Regions from separate parts of the Mus musculus genome. Here all the other regions are linked to region 3. The links are chromatin contacts, called in public Hi-C and HiChIP or PLAC-seq maps. All regions are on one chromosome and are shown on one strand. Each heading gives the region's core, a stretch centred on a gene start, on an enhancer-like site or on the middle of the called end of the contact. The rest is flanking DNA. Distances are from core to core; before and after follow the strand shown. Region 1 has its middle 110 kb from the start of Atp6ap1l. Region 2 overlaps Gm35111 (a long non-coding RNA gene). Region 3 overlaps Xrcc4 (X-ray repair complementing defective repair in Chinese hamster cells 4).

Region 1 (2,700 bases), core at 117-2,616, 910 kb after region 3:
TTTTCTCCTTTCAATGTATTTCTGTAGATTTCTATGGAATGATTTTTAATCTAGTTCAAACTCATTTTGACAGAAATATTTTATAGAGAGAAACAAAACTCTACTATAAAAATAAGATACATTGCTGTGTGCATCCATTATACTCAGAATCCATGTCCTCCCATCAAAATCATGTCATTTGTTCTTATCTATGTCCCAGAACTTCACTTCCATCTCCCAAACATATTCGTATTTTGTTTTAGTTTATACATGTTCTCATGTTGCTCCAGTTACTATTCCTTTATACCCGACCACTTCATTCTTTGGACATTATCGCTTGACAATTTACTGTGAGTTTATTCTGCTTTAGAGTGAACTTTGATTTTACCTCTGGCTGAGTCTCAAGTCTATGGCTTCCCCACCCACTCCTGTGCAAAGGGCACTAAAGGCATATCAGGGAATCTAATTTTAAAGTTAGATGCCTTCAAATGGCTTAGCTCTAGTGTGAAAATAGGAATGTGATCATTTTAAGCTATAGTAATATAAAGTATATATAATAAAATAGGAACTTGATGCTTTGATTAAACAGGAAAAGTGACTCATACGTATAGAGCTGAAATTATATATATCATATATATGATAAAATAATTATTTATATATATATAAAGATAGGAGAACAAAATCAGAGCTTGGCCTTTGGTGTGTGGCAGAGACACCATGGAGGATGAGAAGGCTATGGTTTCCTTCTGGCTTTTTATTTTAGTTTTGGTGTTGGTGTTGGTTTTGGTTTTGGTTTTGGTTTTGGTTTTGGTTTTGGTTTTGGTTTTGGTTTTGGTTTTGGTTTTGGTTTTGGTTTTGGTTTTGGTTTTGGTTTTGGTTTTGGTTTTGGTTTTTCTCCAGAGCAAAGAAAACTTCCTTGGTCTTGGGGAGCTTAATTCGGAGGGGAGCTCGTGGTGCAGGACAAGCAATGATGACCAGAGCCACCCTATAGTTTTCAAATGTGTTATCTCACATCTAGGAAGAATAAGGACACATGGGCAAAGACCAAACAGAACGAATGTTGATTTATTAAGAAAAAGTGAAAAAGAGCTCCTGACAATTCCACTTCTGAGTGGAGTTCCAGGGGAGGAACACTGATACACCGCCCTGCACGGTGGCCTTTTATAGGTCTTATGATTGGTCTAAGGTGATGTTTATTAAGACTGGTCTCATCTAGGGTCAAAGCTAGGGTCATCGCAGGTCAATCAGAAATGGGTCCATATACCTCGGCCTCACTGTAGAAGTGACTACATGTCATTTGTCCCAGCAAGGGAGTGGTCATTATGCTTCACCACTTATGATTCAATGGACCCCGCCCTTACTGCCTAAAGGGAACTTACTCTTGTCTCACTATGACTAATGCCAGGCAGAACTATATTCCACTAGCCAGGCATGTAATCCTAGGATCATGTCACCTCTCCTAATCCACGGCCTCAAGATAGAAGCAGACATTGTTTCCTAACTTCAGAACCCCCAACTCCTCTGACCTCACTCTCCATCCCCAGTGGAAAGAGCCTTCTTCAGTCTAAGTCCAAAATCCACAGGTCAGACAATGGAGCTAAAATTTTCCTCCAGTATTCGGAGGAAGAAAGGTAATGGAAGCAAAAGGAAAAACATAGTCAGCTGCTGTCCCAGACAAAGTTTTCAGGCAAAGAAAGTGATGACTTAGTCATAAAAGTTCCAGAAAGAAAATTTTCCACACACACACACACACAAAGCAGTGACGGCACAGAATATTTTAAATGGTGAAAATAGTGACCGGGGATTCCAGGCTGATGTATCATCTGCCTGACATTCCTGTGACCCAGTGAGTCAGTCATTCCTGTCAGTACAGAGTTTAAGTCTCCTTGTGTGGGAGAACACAAAGGGGAGAGCTTTGACTGACATAGCTTTCCCCACAGCTTCCCCCAGGACAGCCTAGCTTCTCAAGCCCTCTTCTGCTTCAGTCTCCACAGCGTGGACAGCCTGTGCACACTGCCCTGAAGTGAGAAGTGCCATTTACCAAAGGAAGGTTCCTAGGTTAGATCCTCACATCCGGCCCATGCAGCAGCACGGTGATACACATGTCAGAAGAAGAGGCAAGGAAAAAAACAGCTCAAAAAAGCCCAAAATATCATGAGAGATAAATGGCGGCGATAGTGAGTAAATGCCCTACGGGCATGCGCAGTCAATAAAACACCACTAGCACGGCAGAAAGATCCCAGCTGGAGAAGATCAGAGGTGAAAGGCCTTCAATTTATTGAGAACTGGGGCAACGGGAACTTCCCAAAAGAAGGAATGGTTCATAGCTTGGCAGACAACAAGAAGGCTGAGGGAGGCAAGAAGGTACTTAGAGGGAGCTCAGGAGAGAGAAGGCCTAACCCAAAGATGACCACACACTCAGACAAATGTAGTTCCCTGGAGAGACTGGCCTTCGAAAGAGATCCAACACAGAGAGCTCCGATGAAGCTAAAATGAGGTGATGTCTATCTAATGCATGATGTTTCAAGAGAACAAGGTCACAAGAGGTTCCAGTAACCAAGAGGGGGGGAAAAATCTGAAAGACAGACATGGTCAGCTGCAGATAAATTCTGTAAGAGCTTTCCAAAATGAGCCGAAGAGAAAGGCCATTCAATCAAGGAAGAAATATCTGTTTATTTTCACGGACGATTATAGGCTTAAAAAGCAATCTTGGAGATTTTT
Region 2 (2,814 bases), core at 53-2,552, 630 kb after region 3:
TCTCTTAGACTCTGACTCAGACATGATATTATATCCTGAGCTCTCATGGGTTTTAGGGCTTTACACTCAGATGTGAAACCACGTCACTGTCTCCAGTCTGCAGACTCTAGGTTTGTTTGTTTTTTGTTTTGATTTTGTTTTTGTCCATTTATAAGAAAATGTCTTCCTTGGAAGCCCACGCTATTTTCAAAGTTTTGGTAATCCTCTTGCCTTGGCTTCCCAAATGCACAGATTACTGAAATGTGGCATTACATTTGTCTTTAACTACAGATCTGAAACCTCTCAGACTGCAGAATTGCACGCAACAAGCCTCTTTGACAAATCGACTGCTATGTATATCTTGTTGTCTCCATGTCTGTGGAGAAGCTGGACTAGCACAGAACATATGGAAAATAGGATAATCTTCTACATAGATATTTTCAAAGAATAGCAAGAAGCCAGTTGTGGCTATCAACCAATGTTTTAACAATACATATGCTCAGTGTTCAGATTGGAAATTTTATGTGACTTTCTACTACATCCTAAACTCCTTGGGAGGGCTGAGGAGTCTGAGGTGGTATGGGGCAAGTCCAGGAGGAAGAATATTAACCTTGTTCCTAAGACAGTCCACTTTATACAGCTTATATTCTCAAGTCCTTTAGTGCTTGATGACCACACTGAAGAAAATGAAATAAAAGCAGGATATCAGATGCAAACTAGCATTATGTATCTGACTTGCACCGCAGTGACAATGTCTACTGTATTTTCTATTCCTGTACAGAAGATGTTACTGGTCAAGAAATACCCCTTTTCTAATATTAATTTAGTCTGATAGTATTAATTTCTGATAACATATTAATTAATTCATTCAAGTTAATAACGACATGTTATTCACTATTTTCATTGCCTTTTGTTGGTTTACTTTTCCTTAAGCTTTACTTAAAGTGGCGCTGTCCTTACATGTTCCAAGCACAGAGTAAAATAGATGTATCACACAAACTACAATCTCTGTTGCTTGCTCCGTAGAGTGCCACAATTTTTTTCAACTGTAGGCTTCTATTTCTATAATGCTTATATCAGACACAAGGGAGCAAATTCTTGTTCTTGGGTGGGGGGCAGGGGTTGAATAAAGGTCTAGGTTAGCCTGCCCTCTAGTGTGGCTTACTGATTTCTGGGGAGAGAAAAAAAATGCAGCATGTCCTAGAAGCTGATTGTGCAATTCTGTTGGGTTGGCAACCTGCCATCAGCACCAGAACACTGCACAACTTCCTCCTCTTTGGGAGCTACAGGCTTCAAGCATTAGGTCACATTTGTAACCCAGTTTTGAGCAGAAACACACTCTAGACACACCCTATGCCTGCCTAAGCCAGTGTCACATGGTTATCCTTGACTGTGGCTTTTGTCATTTCCTCCCATTTAATGATAACACACAATGAAACTAAATAAAGGGACAGACTTCTTACTACAGGAACTCGGGGATTTACAGAGTGCTTCTGAGGGGAATTTGGTCTCAGAAATGGTACTGGTTTAGGCTGATCTCTCTGAAGCAGTCTGCCTATGTGTCTCCTTGGCTGGCCCTTCTGAATGTGAGGCTACAGCCAAATGGCTCTGAGGCTGCACTCCAGGATCCATGTTACCACACCAGAAGCATCTTTGAGATTTGGTTTTACTTCTTCGTTCAAATTCTGCTCAAAATTAAACTGCCTTGGAGGATAGTGTTTAAAATTTTTTGATTTATATTTAGCTACACAAAATGAGCTCCCTTTAAAAAATGAAAAACTAATTGCTATATTTGCTTAAACCTAGAAGTGCCCTGGTTATAGATCAACTCTGAAGTTATTTTAAACATGTTACTGCAATGCTAAATTTCAAACGCTTTTTCAGGATTTTGTGCATATGTTCAGTTGGGATGCTCAGAATTCCTGGCTGATGGGAATTTAACCAGTGCCTGCCTGTTCTTCCTAACCCACATACATAACATACATAACATACATGTTCTGGACTCATTTGTCTAAGAAGTGAGAGTCTTCCATTTTTAAGCACTCATAATTTAAAGAAAGTCTAGATGTTAGCCTTTACAATAATAACAAATAGAGCAATAATCTTTAAAACCACCCATAGATGTAAAATATTTTGTATGTATGTATGTGTGTGCATATATATATATTCTACAAAATATGCCTTCTTTCTGTTCTCAAATCATTAGTCTACTAAGGCTGCATGCAAGGACTAAAGTGACATAACAGCCTCTGGAGAGCACCACCATTCATCTTGGGCATCGGCATTTCCTTAAGATGAGTTCTGTCATAGTAGGCATATGGATATAATTGTGTTGTCCATTTCTTCTTGTCTGGCAGTAATACAACCAAAGCAAATATAAAGACTTGAGGGTTTAAGAATCACAATCAGATGAGTGGAAAGGAATTGAAGAGAGACAACACAAAGCAACAGACTCCTAGGCGACAAGATATACCTGTATGGCAGTTGTCCTCCATTCTGGAGCCTTCATTGTGTCATTTGTGATAAGCATGGCATGGACCAAGTGTAATCAGAGGTATCTGATTTTCATCCCCAAACTGCCTGTTCTAATTGTATCTGTCCCATTCTCACCACATCTGTGTGTTTCCATATATTTTAGATACAAAATATAACAGATTAAAGTTTGCCAGTGCAGGCACAATGTTACCCAAACACCATGTTCTCACTGGCTCTGGTTCCCATTCTAATCCACACCCTTGGCATGTTTGCCATTTGCTGTATTGATTTTTCAGCTTGTGTTCTTTGCTCAAGTCTCTGAAAGACATCATAAATGTAATCACTGTCATGAAGAGGAAA
Region 3 (2,747 bases), core at 247-2,746:
TTCACTATTTCTACACACCCATGTACTAATGTTTCAATCCATGACTCTACCCTGGTAATTTATATCTATATGTTAAAAGAAATAGAATGTTCAGACTGACCAAATACTCTGTTAGAGGAAAACACATAAGTTTTTTTTTTTTTTTTACTAGAGTCAAATGTTTGAATTGCTAGAATGTTGTTTTTCACATGAAGTTTTGCAGGTAGTTTTCTCATAAGCAAAATAGTGAAAAGTTGAACTGGGCTGTGATTGAAGAAGAGGGGGCATCACTAAGATCCTCTGAATTATCAGCAAAGTCATAGAATGGGAAATGTGTAGTATACTAGTAAGACATAGAATATATTATTTATTTTTGAAAGCCTTTCTTCACAAAAGTGAAGCATGAATTTTATCATTTCGTGTTACTTTTAAGCTATTTGATTATAATATATAGAATTTCTAGAACTTCTATGGCTCTATCAGGCCCATCTTCTACAGCATATGCATGTACCATGCACATGTACATATAAATGTCTCTCAGATTTCATAGTATATTTTTAGTCCTCTCTTGCCTTACTATTATACTCTTTATTATTATACTCTTTATTTCAGCTATAAGTAATTTGATTTCTGTTCCTTATATATATTTCTTTTTCTATTTCAACATTTTGAATCTTTCCTGAGATGTTTATGTCTAACATTTCTAAAACCAGCACTGAAACATCTGAGCAAACTTTCTTATAGAGAGGTTGGTACCATATCCCCAGTCTATGACAATCAGCTTATGACTTCCTTAAAAATGATAAAATATACTCTTTTAATAGTTTTCTTAAAACATGAATCCTACTTTGTTTTAAAAGTGTTTTAAAAATCTTCATAATTCTTTAGCTAAATTATATTGAATGATGATTAGAAAGTATAATGTCAGTGCTGTCAAAGCTGCTTACAAGATGGTCATTAATGATCCATGTTCTGCAATTATTCCTACTTGAAGCCCTGAGTAAGTAGCAGGAGCAGTGAATAGCCATTGTGTAAATACTAGAACAAAGGATTAAAGTTGCTGGCTTGAAATAATGAAATTAAAAATCCCATTAGAATTCATGGAACACTTTAGTATTCTTCCATTACCGAGTATATCAGACTAAATATAGGAAAAAACTAAATTTCTTTGCATCATCTGGTCAGAATAATCCTGCAGTGCATTATAGGAGAGAGGGAATGAAGTTAAACGGCCCCCTTTTACAGCAAAGACACTGAAAGCTAAGTGCCATATCCCCTAGCAAAGGGGTGATCAAAGCGCTGAACACTGATGTATCTCAGAGTTAGGACATTTCCCTTATCTGTTTCCTCATTTCCCTTTTTATTCTGTTCTGTGTTCTGGTTTAGCGTGAGGTTCATGGAAGAAAAGAAACCACAAAAGGATGACTCAGAATTTCCAGTATCTCTAATGCACAGGCTCGCCTAGCTGCAGTTTCATCAGGGTAGGCTGCTGTTGCCTAATCAGCCTCAGTGGAGTCAGGGTGGGAGAGCACTGTGGCTTTGCTCACGTCACCCACTGTCCATCAGTGCCATGTACTGCCGACTCAATTTGACAAATCATAAATCCTGCAAAATACCAAGCTACTAGGGGTGAATATGGTATTATACCTTTCTTTGTAACAATATTCCCTTTTGATTAAGAAATTATTCATACTAACTTAAAGCTGATAACACTTTGACATTTTAAAGTCACTTTAAAGAGATTACATGGATGTAACAGATTTGCCAACCACTTGATGTTTTTATTAAGTTTAGCCCTCTGTTGAAATGTGACTAGATTGCCCAATATGGGAAATTAATAATAGTTTTGATCTCAAGAACTAAAGTCTTTTTCTTGTCATTTTTGAAGTGAGATGATCATACAAGTACTTAATCATGAATAAATATTAATATGATGAAAAGTTCTAGTTTTGAATAGTTACAAACTTTCCTCCTTGTTGAAGCTTATGAACAGTTATGCATGGATATAAATTAGTCCTAGTAGTTAAGTATCATAATAGGACTTGATTCAGGCCTTTGGTTTCTACTCACTGGGAACTTGGAACTAAGAGGAGAGAATGCACTGTACCCATGAAGGATAAAGTTGATAGTTTGTATTTTTTTCCTTCTCCTTCTTCTGAATGATCAAGAACTTATTCCATAAAGCACTCCCCTTCGGAGCTTCTGTAAAAGGTTTCCTTGATTCCCTGACACGAAGTGGAGGCTGCCCTTAAAGGTGAGCACTCCTTTAGACACGTTCCTGCGCACCAGCCCTCTTTGTGTGTTCATTCAGAAAATACAGTTCTGAAATTCCTTAAGTGATTAATACAAACATTTTCTCTTTTAAAAAGTTAATGTCATGGAAGGTCTCAGTGTAGACATTGTAATAGTGAAGCTTCACATAAAATTGGAGAGTATAAGGCAAAGAATATGCAGCAGAAAGCTTGGTCAGAACAGCAGAGCTGATAATGCCCTGTGCTCCCTGGCCCCCTGTGTCTACTTCTGCTTGGCTGTATGATGACAGTGGTAAAGCATTAAAGCAGGCTTCCTGGACTACTAGGAAGGCAACACAAAGATAACACAGATATTATAACTCTGCTGAGCAAGAAGAGACTAGTTCATAAGCAACAACAATAATATAAATATCGAACAGAGATGATTTTTGTAAACAAAAATGCTACAGTATACTATAAGCCCCATCAGCAAGGAATTTTACAATAGTTTTGTTTAGTTAGACACTCCTCAAGAAA

The links. Hi-C and Micro-C count contacts between places; a contact is called where the count stands out from the background. HiChIP or PLAC-seq counts read pairs in DNA pulled down with a chosen protein or histone mark.
Region 1: an H3K27ac HiChIP or PLAC-seq map of the NIH/3T3 cell line shows a contact between it and region 3, with 5 times the contacts expected there. The contact joins two enhancer-like sites. A contact is called at or near these places in 1 of 484 Hi-C or Micro-C datasets (bone marrow-derived macrophages) and 1 of 115 datasets of contacts at active chromatin or transcription factors (the NIH/3T3 cell line).
Region 2: a Hi-C map of bone marrow-derived macrophages shows a contact between it and region 3, with 13 read pairs. The contact joins two enhancer-like sites. A contact is called at or near these places in 1 of 15 datasets of contacts at CTCF or cohesin (the NIH/3T3 cell line) and 6 of 484 Hi-C or Micro-C datasets (bone marrow-derived macrophages, embryonic fibroblasts, granulocyte-monocyte progenitors and 2 more).

Annotation. Positions count from the first base shown.
Region 1 is chr13:90,795,640-90,798,339 of GRCm38.p6, forward strand. No RefSeq gene overlaps it. Among named protein-coding and RNA genes, the nearest start is that of Atp6ap1l, 110 kb to the right of the region's middle. Within about 2 kb of position 1,367, at least 54 of the 459 cell types and tissues checked have an H3K27ac peak or open chromatin away from gene starts, as enhancers often do. A contact at or near this core is called in the NIH/3T3 cell line, where this site is marked.
Region 2 is chr13:90,514,794-90,517,607 of GRCm38.p6, forward strand. All of the region lies in intron 1 of Gm35111 (a long non-coding RNA gene), which reads right to left. Among named protein-coding and RNA genes, the nearest start is that of Gm35111, 33 kb to the right of the region's middle. Within about 2 kb of position 1,303, at least 184 of the 459 cell types and tissues checked have an H3K27ac peak or open chromatin away from gene starts, as enhancers often do. A contact at or near this core is called in the NIH/3T3 cell line and bone marrow-derived macrophages, where this site is marked.
Region 3 is chr13:89,887,850-89,890,596 of GRCm38.p6, forward strand. All of the region lies in intron 7 of Xrcc4 (X-ray repair complementing defective repair in Chinese hamster cells 4), which reads right to left. Among named protein-coding and RNA genes, the nearest start is that of Vcan, 150 kb to the left of the region's middle. Within about 2 kb of position 1,497, at least 95 of the 459 cell types and tissues checked have an H3K27ac peak or open chromatin away from gene starts, as enhancers often do. A contact at or near this core is called in the NIH/3T3 cell line and bone marrow-derived macrophages, where this site is marked.